2 separate regions of the Mus musculus genome follow, and region 1 is linked to region 2. Evidence: chromatin contacts called from public promoter capture Hi-C data. All regions are on one chromosome and are shown on one strand. Each heading gives the region's core, a stretch centred on a gene start, on an enhancer-like site or on the middle of the called end of the contact. The rest is flanking DNA. Distances are from core to core; before and after follow the strand shown. Region 1 holds the start of Atrip-trex1 (Atrip-Trex1 readthrough). Region 2 holds the start of Rrp9 (RRP9, small subunit (SSU) processome component, homolog (yeast)).

Evidence for each region. Capture Hi-C pulls out chosen DNA fragments and counts their contacts.
Region 1: a promoter capture Hi-C map of adipose tissue shows a contact between it and region 2, with 5 times the contacts expected there. The contact joins the promoter of Atrip-trex1 here to the promoter of Rrp9 in region 2. A contact is called at or near these places in 2 of 39 promoter capture datasets (liver and pre-B cells) and 2 of 9 other capture datasets (adipose tissue and liver).

The regions. Positions count from the first base shown.
Region 1 is chr9:109,069,417-109,076,081 of GRCm38.p6, reverse strand. Atrip-trex1 (Atrip-Trex1 readthrough) reads left to right here and starts at 1,985. Exons shown (of 14, transcript NR_153412.1): 1 at 1,985-2,423; 2 at 3,345-3,475; 3 at 4,194-4,364. Atrip (ATR interacting protein) reads left to right here and starts at 1,958. Exons shown (of 13, transcript NM_172774.3): 1 at 1,958-2,327; 2 at 3,345-3,475; 3 at 4,194-4,364. The coding sequence starts at 2,078.
Region 2 is chr9:106,472,334-106,479,310 of GRCm38.p6, reverse strand. Rrp9 (RRP9, small subunit (SSU) processome component, homolog (yeast)) reads right to left here and starts at 2,002. Exons shown (of 15, transcript NM_145620.4): 1 at 1,877-2,002; 2 at 1,558-1,640. The coding sequence starts at 1,963. Parp3 (poly (ADP-ribose) polymerase family, member 3) reads left to right here and starts at 2,362. Exons shown (of 11, transcript NM_145619.3): 1 at 2,362-2,818; 2 at 3,329-3,512; 3 at 4,163-4,288; 4 at 4,443-4,631; 5 at 4,791-4,914; 6 at 5,027-5,253; 7 at 5,478-5,630; 8 at 5,792-5,878; 9 at 6,105-6,282. The coding sequence starts at 3,336.

The DNA.
Region 1 (6,665 bases), core at 736-3,235, 2.6 Mb before region 2:
TAAATTGCTCATGGTGACATTGATTTAGTTTAGGGCCAGCCAGGCCTTGAATTTGTGATGTCCCTGCCTAAAGTTCCTGAGTAGCTGGAGTTACAGGCCTGCACCATGAAGACCAGCTAGCATACCTGTAAACTCAGCACTCAGGCAGCTGATGCAGGAGAATTGAAATTTTAAAACACTGGGTTGGGGACTAGAGAAATGGTTCAGTAGTTAATAGCACTCACTGCTCTTCTAGGGGTTCTGGGTTCAATTCCCAACACCCATATGATGGCTCACTGTAATTCCAGTTCCAAAGGAGCTGATGCCCTCTTCTGGCCTCAGATCTACATGGAAGCAAAACACCCAAATATAAAACAAACAAATCAGCTTGCTTTGGTCATCTCCAAAAAGCATCTTCTTTGGGCTTAAAGCCCATAGGGCCTTGTCAGCTGGCACCTAGCCCGGTGCTGCTGAAAATACTTATCAGCAGTCATAGCCTCCTGCCCCCAAAACTTCTCGTTTATTTGGTAGAACGTAATCCCTCCTGACAATGTCCTGTTTCCAGAACCAAAGATCGTAGCTATTACAACCTGGGCAATCAGCCACGCCTGGTAGCCCACACTCACAATTCTAGCACTTTAGAGACTGAGACAGGATTAGAAGTTTGAGGCCATCTCAAAAACAAAAAACAAAAACAAAACAAACAAACAAAAACTCATGTCTATAATCCCAGCACTCAGCGGGAGGAAGGACATTCTGGAGTTCTGGGCCAGCTTTGGTTATATGTCTTGACATATAACCAAAGGGGGTGGGGGGCTGCTGGGAGACTTGAACATTCAACATTATGTTGGGCAGCTATGGGAAAACTACCAGCAGCTGAATCAAGAAACTAAGGCAGTTCTAAGTGATGCAATGCCTTCTGACCACTGTAGGCACCAGGCATACATGCATGTGATGCACATACATACATGAAGGTAAAACACACATAAAAAATAATGAGGCAGGGGTGGGGTGGGGGTGGGTTGGCAGGCCTAAGGCATTCTAAGCCTGAGCGCTCTCCTTTCCGCCCAACGCCTCAGCAAACATTGGTAGGTTCACAAACTAAGTCTGGCATTGAGCAAACGGAGTAGAAAAGTCTTGATCTTGTTGCCTTCCAATGCTAATCCGCCATTTCTGGTATCTGTTCTGCCCACCACTTCAGCTCATAAAAGCCAGTCATACACCCAAGCCCAACTCAAATCATTGCTCCTCCATGAAGTCTGTCGCAAAGAGGAGGCATCCACCTGGCATCCTTGTCGAAGATGAATTTTTCTCAGAAACATCATGCGTCTGCCTCCTAACCCATTTTTCTTGCTATTTCCCCCTCAATCTGTTGGGTAATTCAAGGACCACTCCCAGCGAGCCTTCCTTGACCTCTTGAGCTTCATTGTCTCTACGCAACCAGCGCTCAGGACATAAAGACTCTCCAAGAAATAAATGGAAGTTAACAGTTGGAGCAGTTCCGAATAGGCACGCCGTTCTCGAGACCATCCTTCCCAGCCTTTTTTTTTTTTTTTTTTTCTCAAATATACATACTTGAAACATTTGTTATCCTGGAAGATCTCTGCTTCCAGGAAGAAAAGCATTCCTTCTCCTCCCCAAGTCTGCTCTTCCCAGCCTCCTCCCTAAAAGAGTCTCTGGACATGAGAGAGGTGGGTCAGCCGCGAGGAGTGAGGTCAGGGAGAGCTGACCCCTGAACGCTGCCTGCTTCTCTAGGGCTCTGTATTCTACACAGTGCCACGGGGAACCGCCTCAGGTGTGGTCGGGCAGACGCTCCTCGATCTCGCAACCGGGATAATCCTGACAGCACTGTAGTACCCTGGCATCACCGGGGACCCCTTCGTACTGAGCCCAGACACGCAGGAGCCTGTCCCGGGTAACGGCGCGCTCTGTACACGTCACCCATCTGTGCCCGGTAGCTGGCAGCTGATTGGCCCGCAGGCTGGGGAGACGCTGGAAGGCGAGGGGAACGGCGGCGCGCGGGCGGTTGGGCCAGCTCAGGCTTTCTGTGGACAAGGCTGTGCTTGGCGTCTTCGGATGCTGCGGGTTGAAGGTAGTCATGGCCGGGACCCCCGCACCGAACAGCCACAGGAAACAGAGTGGCGGCCTGGAGCCTTTCCCCGGTCTGTCTCGATCCATTGAGAACCCTCCGAGCAAGCGGGCCCGGAGCTTCTCTGAGACCACAGTCCCGGACCCCGAAGACCCATTCGGTGAGCACGCGGAATTTACTGCGGACGACCTAGAGGAACTCGACATCCTCGCGTCACAGGCCCTGAGCCAGTGTCCCGTCGCGCCTCGGAACCTGTCCAGTGAGTGCCTGAGGGGCCTTTTCCCCCGGCGGGTGGTGCAGACCTCTGATTTGGCGGTGAGACATCCAGAATGTTAAATGGCCTCCCATTTAGATGGTATGCACCCCATTGTAACCCTTGGGCAGAAGAGCATTAGAAGGCGTCTGACAGAGGCAAGAGATGAAAGAGAGTCTTACACAAAAATGCCAGTTGCCCAAAGGTTAGGCATGGCAAACAGGCAATGGGCAAGAAATGCCAAAGCTGCTTTTCTTCTTAGAGCTTACACTCTTGGGGAATAAGTTAAGTGTCAGGAGGGTTTGATGGGCACCTTGCGAATGTACTTAGCACTTACAGCATCTGAAAAATAGGATTATCCCTGGAAATGTGGCTGGCCCTCCATCTCTCCAGCAATATTGCATGGAAAACCAGGCATTGGAAAACACTCATTGCTGACCAGCTGTCATATGCGGCAGTGGTTAGACGCAACTTTCCACGAAATGGCACAAAGCAATGCTGCCTCCCCCTTCCTTGGCCCTACATCACCCGGTACTCTACCTTACTCCATCCCTGGAGCCCCACCTCCCCCTGGAATGTATCCATTTGGTTCACCATCAGTCTTTAAAACCAGCAGATCCTATGCCTAACATGTTGTAGTAAATAGTAGTTATGGTAGAGTCACAGCCAGTGCAATCTCTGTTCAGCTATGAGCTGAGAGTCTAGAAAGTGGGTGAGGTATAAAGCGAGAGAATTCAGATATGCTATGCCATAAGGATTCTTTATGTGTTTATACCATGCTCGGAGCTGTTACCTGGGTCTTTCTCAACTTGGCTTTCAAGAGTGACTCCTTCTGCATTTTATGACAAAGGTGGATACATACTGAGCCCCGCAGTATACATGGGATTATTTTTTCCAGACAGGTTCTCGATCTCTAGCAAGGCTAGCCTTGAATTTGAGATCCCCATAGCTCTACTTCACAAGTGTTGGGATTGCAGTTCTGTGCCACCATGCTCAACCTAAGGGCAACTACTTTTTATACAGGTGCTCATAAGGTCCGCCGATTAGATGGGTTACCAAATAGTCCTATAAGGAAAAGCAGAGAAGATATTCCAGTTAAAGATAATTTTGAATTAGAAGTACTTCAGATACAATACAAAGAACTTAAAGAAAAGGTATGTGACTTTTGGGTTGTTTGTTTGTGTTTTGTTTTGCCTGTTTGGTTGTAATGCTGAGAATTGAACTCAGGACTTTACCTTCACACATGCTATACACAGACACTCTACTGTTAGGCTATCCTTCCAGCCCTAACTTATTGTATTTGCAGCTAATTCATTCATTTTGGTATTAAAAAGCATGTGTAAAATATATAAAAACTATAAAACAAACATCTAGATTTATTCCTCTGAAATGAAAGAAGGTTGGGGAAAGAATGCCTGAAATTTTATTTACCCTGTGTATATCCCTGAGCCTATATAAGTTTATATGCACTGCATGCATACAGGTGCCCATGAGGTCAGGGGTGCTGGGTCCTCTGGAATCAACACAACTGGTGTGAGCCACCTCATATGGGTAATGGGAACGGAACCTGGGTCCTCTGTAAGAGCAGTGAGTGCCCTTAGCTGCTAAGCCATCTCTCTAGCCTCTACAGCTTAGGTCTTTATCTGAGGAACATGTCATCTTAGCGGTTGATATTTGTTAGTTTTGCAGGCTCTCATACATCTTTCACCTGGCCATCTGTAGGTGCCTAAGAAAGCCAGAAATCCAACATGGGGTTTTAGTCTGTGGAGGGTATGAGCCGTAATGTTAAAGCTGAAAGAATCTGTGTGTAAGTGGTGAATGGATTCTGAAACTGTTCTTGCTGAATATCTGTTGACTGGGCGTAATTTACAGCTGAAAGCAATGGAAGAAGAAATCCTAATTAAGAATGGAGAAATTAAAATTTTGCGTGACTCTCTGCGTCAGACAGAATCCGTTCTAGAAGAACAGAAAAGATCACATTTCCTTCTTGAGCAAGAAAAGACTCAAGCACTCAGTGAAAAGGAAAAGGAATTCTCCAGAAAGGTGAGCCAGAGCATTTGTGTCACGCGCTGGGGACAGTAGTGTCACCTGTCCATCCACTGACTGACATTAGAAGGAGCAGCCAAGGCCAGGCATGCTGACATATGCCTTTAACCTCAAGAGGCAGAGGCAGGTGGATCTCTGTGAGCTCTAGGCCAGCGTAGACTACACAGTGAATTCCAGGCCAGTCAAGTGAGAAACTTTCTCTAAAAAATAAACAAAATAGAAACAATAAACAATGTTGCCTGGAAACATTCACCCATTGTTTAAGTACTCGCTGCCCTTAGTGAATAGCATGTATCTTTCTTCCAGGGTCTGCATTTGTTTTGGAAAAAGACTGAGATGAAACTCTGCTTTGCTGTGGTCCTGATTCTTGGCAGGAACAAATCACTAGCTTAGAACTTCTAGGATAGGCTTGAATTCGAGCTCCTTGGTAAGTCAGAAAGTCAGTTGCTTCTGCTTAGCCAGAAGGAAATATATTAGCTGCCACATCAAAGTCTAGGAATTTAGGAACATAGTAGGGCTTCAGATGATGTAAACCAGAAATCTCAGATTCACTGTTATGAAACCTGTTGCTCTATCAGCAGAGGTTCTGACTAGATAGACTCATACATTTATTTTTTTCTTTTTTTTAAAAAAAGATTTATTTATTTATTATACATGTAAGTACACTGTAGCTACCTCAGACACCCTAGAAGAGGGCGTCAGATCTCATTACAGATGGTTGTGAGCCACCATGTGGTTGCTGGGATTTGAACTCAGGACCTTCAGTAGAGCAGTCAGTGCTCTTGACTGCTGAGCCATCTCTCCAGCCCAATACTCATACATTTTAAAACTCCAGAGCACAGTTAAGACTTGGGCTTCCTCAGTTGGGCATAAATTGGGAGGCTGGTACATCAAGGTTACCATAGGTCCAAGGCCAGCCTGGGCTATATAGTAAGATCCTTTTTCAAAAAGCCAAATGAAAGATAAGATAACGTCATCTCAGACCTAAAATTTTTAAAGAAGCAGACTATTTCCAGACCAGTTCTAAAACCAGAGATGATAAGTCTCATTTAAGTCACAGTCAGAGGTAGGGAAGGGAGATCGTGTTCAAAGAAAACTGCTAGGTACCAGTCTCTGTCACCACTGTCCTTGGAGCGTGTTGATGCTTGAGTCAGGGGTCTGTCCTGCACCCCCTTTCCAGTGTAGGGAGCCATGGGCAGAAGCTTCAGTGTCTGCCTCCATGACCTCTTCCAGCAGCTTTACATGCACACACCCTTCCTTGTAACCACCACCGAAGAAAGCCTGTTGGGAAGCCCAAACGGGTCTTTTTGTTGTTTTGTTTGTTTGTTTGTTTTGTTTCCTGATCTGGTGATACAGCCCAGGCTGGCCCGAAAGTCACTCCGTAGCCGAGGATGTTCTTAAAGTTCTCAGTCTCCTGCTTCTGCCTCCTGAATGCTGCCTTGGCGGGCATAACTGCTGCCATGCCCTGCATATTCAGTGCTGGGGATGGACCCTAGGCAAACCCCTTTCATCTGAGCCTCTCTTCCTTTTCCTCCTTCTGCTCTCCTGGTACATGCATCACTTACTCTATTTCCTAACTTACTTAAGATGTTTTGCCCACTTATGACCCTCTTTCTAGTTTCCTGACACACAAACACACCAATCACAGCACGCACTGACACACAGGTTTTGATAAAGCCTCCAGATGATCTGCTCAGGCTTCCAAGAAGACCTAGAATCTCTGTGCCACCAAGTACTTCACGGATGATACGAGCAGCCACACCCTGTGAGAGCTGAAGAGGATTGAGAGTTTGGCAGCAGTTTGGGGAGCAGAGCATGGGGTGGGGGTGGGGGACCCACGAAGCATGTTATTGCTGAGATAAGGTGTCCCACCAGCTCTGTACAGCCGTCACTTTTTCTCCCTCAGTCCCAGCCAAGTCAGTAAAGCTAAACAGGTAATGGGCTGGTTTTTGAATCCTCGTAAACTGCTTCCACAGTAGAATCTGCTACATCTTTCTAGAGTATTTTTTCAAGGGAACAGTGGCTAATATTTGAGGACATTTATGTCACAGCAGACTTTGATAATGCATTTTTCATTGTTTTCCTTTATTAGCTTGAAGTTTGGAAGCTGAGGGATTTATTATTGATTTTTTTTTTTCTTTTTCTTTTTGAGGCAGACTCTCACTCTGTAACCCTGGCAGCCTCAGAACTCAATATGTGGAATGGCAGAGATTCCCCACGCCTGCCTTTGCTTCCTGAGTGTTAAAGGTGTGCACCACCACAGGCAGTTTTTGTGCATGTGTATTATAGCGCTACCAC
Region 2 (6,977 bases), core at 753-3,252:
CAGACTAGAGTTAGAGGTGTGGCGGCTCAGCAGGTAAAGACACTTGATGCTGAGACCTTATAAACGGCATTTAGCAATTCTGCTTTTTTGTTTTGTTTTGTTTTGTTTCCCAAGACATATTTTCGCCACGTAGCCCAGGCTGGCCTCAAACTCACAGATCTGTCTGCCTCTGCCTCCTAGGTACTGAGGAATTAAAGGTGTGCGCCACCACGCCCAGCACCACTTTTTGTTTAAAAAAAAAATCCCTTTTGAAAGAAAAGCTGTTTCAACCCTGAATTTAAGGTGTGTACGCATTTATTTTTACTTTCACCCAAGTTAGATCAGCAGAAGAAAACTGAGTGGTGCTTCTGTAGTTATCACATTTATTTCGTGACACAAGTTAAAAGACTTAAGAGGTGGTAAAGAATGGGCTGGAAAAAAATGGCTCATCGGCTAAGAACTCCTGCTGTTCTTACAGCGACCCTGGGTTCAGTCCCAGCACCCCTCAGGTGGCTCGCTCGCAACCCCCTGATGTGACAGTTCCAGGGGCTCCAATGTCCTCGGTCTCCCATGGGCATCAGCATGTACACACACACACATAAATAAATAAATAAATAAATAAATAAATACCCAAAGTGTTTAGCACAGGTCCTGGAGGCAGAAGCAGGCAATGTCTTTGAGGTTAAGGCCAGCCTGATCTATACAGGTTGTTCCAGGACAGCCATGGCTACGTGGAAAAACCTTGCCAAAAAAAAAAAAAAAAAGCTGAGCAAATTAAGGCACCACATATTCACTTTTAGAAGCAGAACTGATAGCCAGGTCTGTAATCCTGGCACTCGGGAGGCAGAAGCAGGCAGATCTCTTAAGTTCACGGCTACCCTGGCCTGTACCTATCACCTGCCGGTTTATCCTTTCTTCCTTCCACCCTGGCACACTAATACCCCAGATTTGTCTCTGGTCCCTGAACCTCTTCCCTACCGCTCCAGGACACTCCTCGTCTCTCCAGGCTCAACTTTTTAAAAGGCTTCTTCTGTTCTCACAACACATGTCTCCAAGATACACACCTGCAGACACTGACACGGCCTCTCTCCACTTGCCTGCTCACCCGTGTTCGCAACAGTGAAACAAGACCCTAATGTTAGGAAGGCTACATATGTGACAGTACAAAGCTGAAGCCTAGGATCATTCGAACCCAGGAGATCAAGGCCACCTTGGGCAAAACAACAGAGACCTCATCTCAAAAAGGTGCCCAAGGACACCAGTCGTTGTGGTACTGTGTGAAGATGGAATTAAGAACAGGAGGATGTGTTCTGTACCGTTCTCTCCTTGCCTCTCAATCAATCCAGACCTGTGCCTGCCTCCATGTCATAAAGCGAAAAAAGGTCCCAAGCTCTCCCTCCCACAGGAGCCCAGCGTCTTCCCCATAGACACATCAGAGATAAACGACGATATCTCACTGCCGGAAACTGGAGGGTAGACCCAGGATCTCGAGCCAAACACCCAGCTCTGTTGCCAGTCGCACTGAGTCTTCTAGTCACCACGAGCCTCCGTTTATCCTTCCTCCCGGTAAAAACTCACCTCTCGCTCTCAGAATCGCTGGAAATCTCTTCATTCATTTTGCCGCCACCCTTGGACTTGCCCCTGTCCGCAGCAGAGTCTACCTGGAAATCAAACGATCCTCTCTTGGTCACGAGGCCCAGGACTGAGAGAGGCAAGTAGCACCTGGCCCTGGCCAAGTAGAAGGTTTCCCAGGATTTGGTGGATAGAAGAAAAGAGATGTAGGCTTCCTTCTGACGGAGCCCTTGGCAAAGATACTTGCCCCGATGGGGGCCCTGGGATGGAACGATGGCTCTCCCAGGAGCTAGATCGGTCGCGCCCAAGAGTACACCATGCTCACCTTTCGCCGCCGCTTGCCGGCCACCGGAGCCGCCCCGGGCCCGGGAGCTGGCTTTGCCCGCTTACGAGTTGCCACGGCGGTCGACATACTGTTCAAGGTGCCGCTACCCCGAAGAACTCACATGGCTGCTAAACCCCAGCCGCATGGCAAGACCCGGAGCCCTGATAGGTTCCCACGGCGCAGCGGGCCCCACCTTCCGCAGCTCCATTGGGCCCTTGAGAAGATCCTGCCACGCCCCCAAACGTCTATTGGACCGACGCAGCTGGACACGCCTTCAAGAGCTCCTATAGGCTCCGGCGCCAGCCTGGAGTAGGAAGCAAGTCTCTCTTGCGATTTCCGGCCTGGGCCTGTGGCGCTTGCGCTCTGCTAACGCCTGACTAGCAGGGAGGGGTGGGGCCAGGAGGGCATGCGGTGCTTGCGTCTTATGGCCACAAGGTGGAGCCAGAGGTGCGGGGTTCTGTGATTTTTCCGCTGGAACAGCGATTGAAGCTAATACAACCAGACTCTAAAACTTAAGGAATGGAATTCAGGCAGCTCTGGAGAGGAGACAGCATCCGAACCCAGAGCCAAAATCACCGGGCAAATAATGGATATATGCTGTATGTGCCTAGTCAAAGCTGCATGAGGGGCCAGTCAGTCCGAGCGGCTTTGGATACGTCTACATTACTGTCATTTCATCTCTGGGACTGGCCACCAACCTCAGCCTACCCAGCCTCTGACTCACCCCACTAGCGGCCAAAAGCTGGAATTCTACACCACCCCCAAGCTCTTTCCCCTCCTCACGTGATTGCTGGGAAATCCCTACCAAAAACTAGCTGAAGGCTCACGAAGGGTCGCTAGATGGGATCCCAGACTTGGAACTTGTTTCTTAGGAGGCACATTCAGCATTCCTGATACCGGGCTGGATAACAGCCACCTCTTCCAGGGTCCTGTTTCATTTGGGTGAGTGTCCTTTGGCCCTGCCCTAGAGTCCTCTGCAGGGCAGGGAAGGGTGAGGTTAAAGTGGCTCTTGCTCTCTCTGGCACTTGAAAGCCTGAAACTTTGGCTGGCACCCCAGAACTCAGGACTGTTAGCAAAAGGCTACACCACTTGGTCCTAAGCTCTAGAGAGGTAGATCCAGCTGCAGAAGGGCAACTTATAGGGTCCTTCCCCTGTAGCTCAGATGATTCAGCCCAGCAACCTAGCCAGATGACTGACAGGAGGAGGAAATGTTCTAGAAGGGGAAGGGCCCCAGCGTGGGTGGGGTGAGCCGGCTTTCACTTTTTCTGCTGCCTCGGGGAACACCTCGAGCCAACTGCTTCCTAACTCCAGGGTGGGCAGAACTGACGGGCTCTAAGCTTCTGCATCTCTGAGGTACAAAGTGCAGGTTTGGAGATGGGGATATGTAAACCAAGGAGTAGGAGGCCAGCCTCCTAAAGGGCAAATCTGAACGCTCCCTACCTCTTGCCCCAGGAGAACCATGGCTCCAAAACGAAAGGCCTCTGTGCAGACTGAGGGCTCCAAGAAGCGGCGACAAGGGACAGAGGAGGAGGACAGCTTCCGGTCCACTGCCGAGGCTCTCAGAGCAGCACCTGCTGATAATCGGGTCATCCGTGTGGACCCCTCATGTCCATTCAGCCGGAACCCCGGGATACAGGTGAGCTGAAGCCATGTTCAGACCGCAGCCTTTTTGTTTGTTTGTTTTTGTTTGCTTGTTTTGTTGTGTTGTTGTTTTTCAAGACAGGGTTTCTCTGTATGGCCCTGGCTGTCCTGGAACTCATTTTGTAGACCAGGCTGGCCTCTGGCCTCGAATTCAGAAATCCGCCTGTCTCTGTCTCCCAAGTGCTGGGATTAAAGGCGTGGGCCACCACCGCCTGGCAGACCACAGCCTTCTTTCTCCTCCTTGGGTTCTCTGTTCTAGCCAGGGATTGCGTACCTGTCTTCTGAAGACTGCCAAGGTGGGCTGTTATTCCATTGGGTCAAGGTGTACCATGTCTGACCATCAGACACTAGGGTGCATCACACTCAAGGAAGGGGCCTGACTCAATTTCCCCCGGGACCCTCTTCCGTGTTCCCTCAAACTGAGCCCTCAGGGCAGAGCCAGGTCTTTTTTCAGATTCCCCCACCCAGGAAGCAGCTGCATCCTCTCCAAATTCCCAAGCCCACAGCAGGGCTTCATCACATCCAGTCAGACTGTGACCCTGCCCCCCAAGGGCAGAGACACCCAAGTGCCAAAGACAAGGCCCCCCCCATGATGTTCCCTGGTGTACACACCCAGCCCACGCCCCACGGACTCACCCTACACAGGTCCACGAGGACTATGACTGTACCCTGAACCAGACCAACATCGGCAACAACAACAACAAGTTCTATATTATCCAACTGCTGGAGGAGGGTAGTCGCTTCTTCTGCTGGAATCGCTGGGGCCGCGTGGTGAGCGAGCCATCGCCCGGGCTGCCCTCCCCCATCCCCCCTCCCCCCCTTGGGCATCCAAAGAGCTGGCTTCGTCTGCAGCTGTTTGGAGGGCCCAGCCCAGAGACCAGCAAATCTTGCTGGTGGACACACCCCTGAAAGTTGTCCCTTGCAGGGAGAGGTGGGCCAGAGCAAGATGAACCACTTCACCTGCCTGGAAGATGCAAAGAAGGACTTTAAGAAGAAATTTTGGGAGAAGACTAAAAACAAATGGGAGGAGCGGGACCGTTTTGTGGCCCAGCCCAACAAGTACACACTTATAGAAGTCCAGGGAGAAGCAGAGAGCCAAGAGGCTGTAGTGAAGGTGATGGGGCAGCAGGGGGCAGCAGGGGGTAGAGGGGAGGGACTGCCTGCCAGCCCATCCTCCAGTCCCATCCTCCCTCTCTGGTCTCAGCCGAGGCCCTGCTCCCTGTGTGGGCATTCTGCCTAATGGCTGCTGCCCGAGCAGGCCTTATCTCCCCAGGTGTACAGCGGCCCTGTGAGGACCGTGGTCAAGCCCTGCTCCCTAGACCCTGCCACCCAGAACCTTATCACCAACATCTTCAGCAAAGAGATGTTCAAGAATGCAATGACCCTCATGAACCTGGGTGAGGAGGAGCTCTCTGCAGGGTGGCAGCTACCCCTGACCCCCACCCCCACCCCCACCCCCACCCCTGATCTCAGGGGCTACAGGGCTCAGCTCGTCCCTTCATCCCCCAGATGTGAAGAAGATGCCCTTGGGAAAGCTGACCAAGCAGCAGATTGCCCGTGGCTTCGAGGCCTTGGAAGCTCTAGAGGAGGCCATGAAAAACCCCACAGGGGATGGCCAGAGCCTGGAAGAGCTCTCCTCCTGCTTCTACACTGTCATCCCACACAACTTCGGCCGCAGCCGACCCCCGCCCATCAACTCCCCTGATGTGCTTCAGGCCAAGAAGGACATGCTGCTGGTGAGGGCTGGCCAGCCCAGAGAATACCAGGCAGCCTGGGCAAAGAGGAGAGGGGCACATGGCCACGTGGTCCAGAGGGACAGGCTGAGAGCCAAGAGAGGAGAGAGCTGGACAGAGAGATGGGGAGGAGATGGAATAGGCAGTGGGGTGTCTGTCACATGGGAGGGGCTGGGGCAGAAGTGGAAGCCCACAGGGCAGACAAGGTCCAGTGCCCGTTATCTTAGGTGCTAGCGGACATCGAGTTGGCGCAGACCTTGCAGGCAGCCCCTGGGGAGGAGGAGGAGAAAGTGGAAGAGGTGCCACACCCACTGGATCGAGACTACCAGCTCCTCAGGTGCCAGCTTCAACTGCTGGACTCCGGGGAGTCCGAGTACAAGGTGAACTCTGAACACCTGCCCTGGAGGTACCCTGGGAGCCCCTGGCTTGCAGCATTCCCTCCCATGTGCCCTGACCCAAGGAGCGCTCTGGAGCAGGAAGACCACAAGGACACTAGTCCACAAGTCTCCCACCTTTGGCCACTGGCCTTTCTTCTCCACAGGCAATACAGACCTACCTGAAACAGACTGGCAACAGCTACAGGTGCCCAGACCTGCGGCATGTTTGGAAAGTGAACCGAGAAGGGGAGGTGAGGGAGAGTCAGCCCCTGTATCACCACCCTGTCCCTTGGGGGTGGTGGGGAGCATTTACTTATCCGCCCCTTGCTAAGCTGGTTTAACAACCTTGACCAGTTTCCAGGTCAAGCGTATGCCAGGGACCCATGGGGCCCTAGGCATCGGTCACCCAAGAAGAGGGAGGAACACCTGAACCCTCTCGAGGCATGTTGCTGCCATTTTCTACCTTCCCCCACTCAGGGAGACAGGTTCCAGGCCCACTCCAAACTGGGCAATCGGAGGCTGCTGTGGCACGGCACCAATGTGGCCGTGGTGGCTGCCATCCTCACCAGTGGGCTCCGAATCATGCCACACTCGGGTGGTCGTGTTGGCAAGGGTATTTATTTTGCCTCTGAGAACAGCAAGTCAGCTGGCTATGGTGAGGCACCCCTGGGTGAAAACCTGGGTGGGGATGGGGGCTCCCCAAGACAGAGACTGAGCGCTTTACTGACACAGTGAGGTGTCCCAGGGCTCCGGGACTCTGAAGAAGCACCTGGCAGTTGGGGATGTGTCGTCCTAGAAGAGGGGAGGCAGATAGGATAAAAGCAAACAGACTCTGAGGAGCTAGAGAGCTCCTGAAGGGAGGGTGAAGGCTGTGTGGGCCTGGCCTCACTAGGACAGCTCATTCTATGTGGAAGTTCCCAGCAGTGTCAGGGGACGAGGGGCAGGGACATGGAACCATCAAGGGAGCCTTCTCCAGAAAGCCTCAGAGAGCCTGAGCTGGCCGTACACATCCAAGAATCTTGTGACTGGAGCTGTAGAGAGGGTGACAGAGGCGTGGAGGCTGGGCCCACTGTCTCTCTCTGCTCTGCTCTGTCTCTTTGTCTGTCTAGCTCTGTGTCTCTCTCTCTTCCTCCTTCCCTTCCTCCCTCCCTCTCTGGGCACTGGCTCTGGCCCCAGAGCTGCAGAAATGAGAGGAGAGAACTCATGAGCAGGGTGTGTGAGGCCGTGTGTGGGAAAAGGTCAAAGATAACTCCAGTTATGTCCAAGTTCATAGTCAGGGTATCCTCAGTTGAGTGACCTCATCAGCCCATGCTGTCCCCATCACTGGAGGGTACGATCACCTTCCAGTCC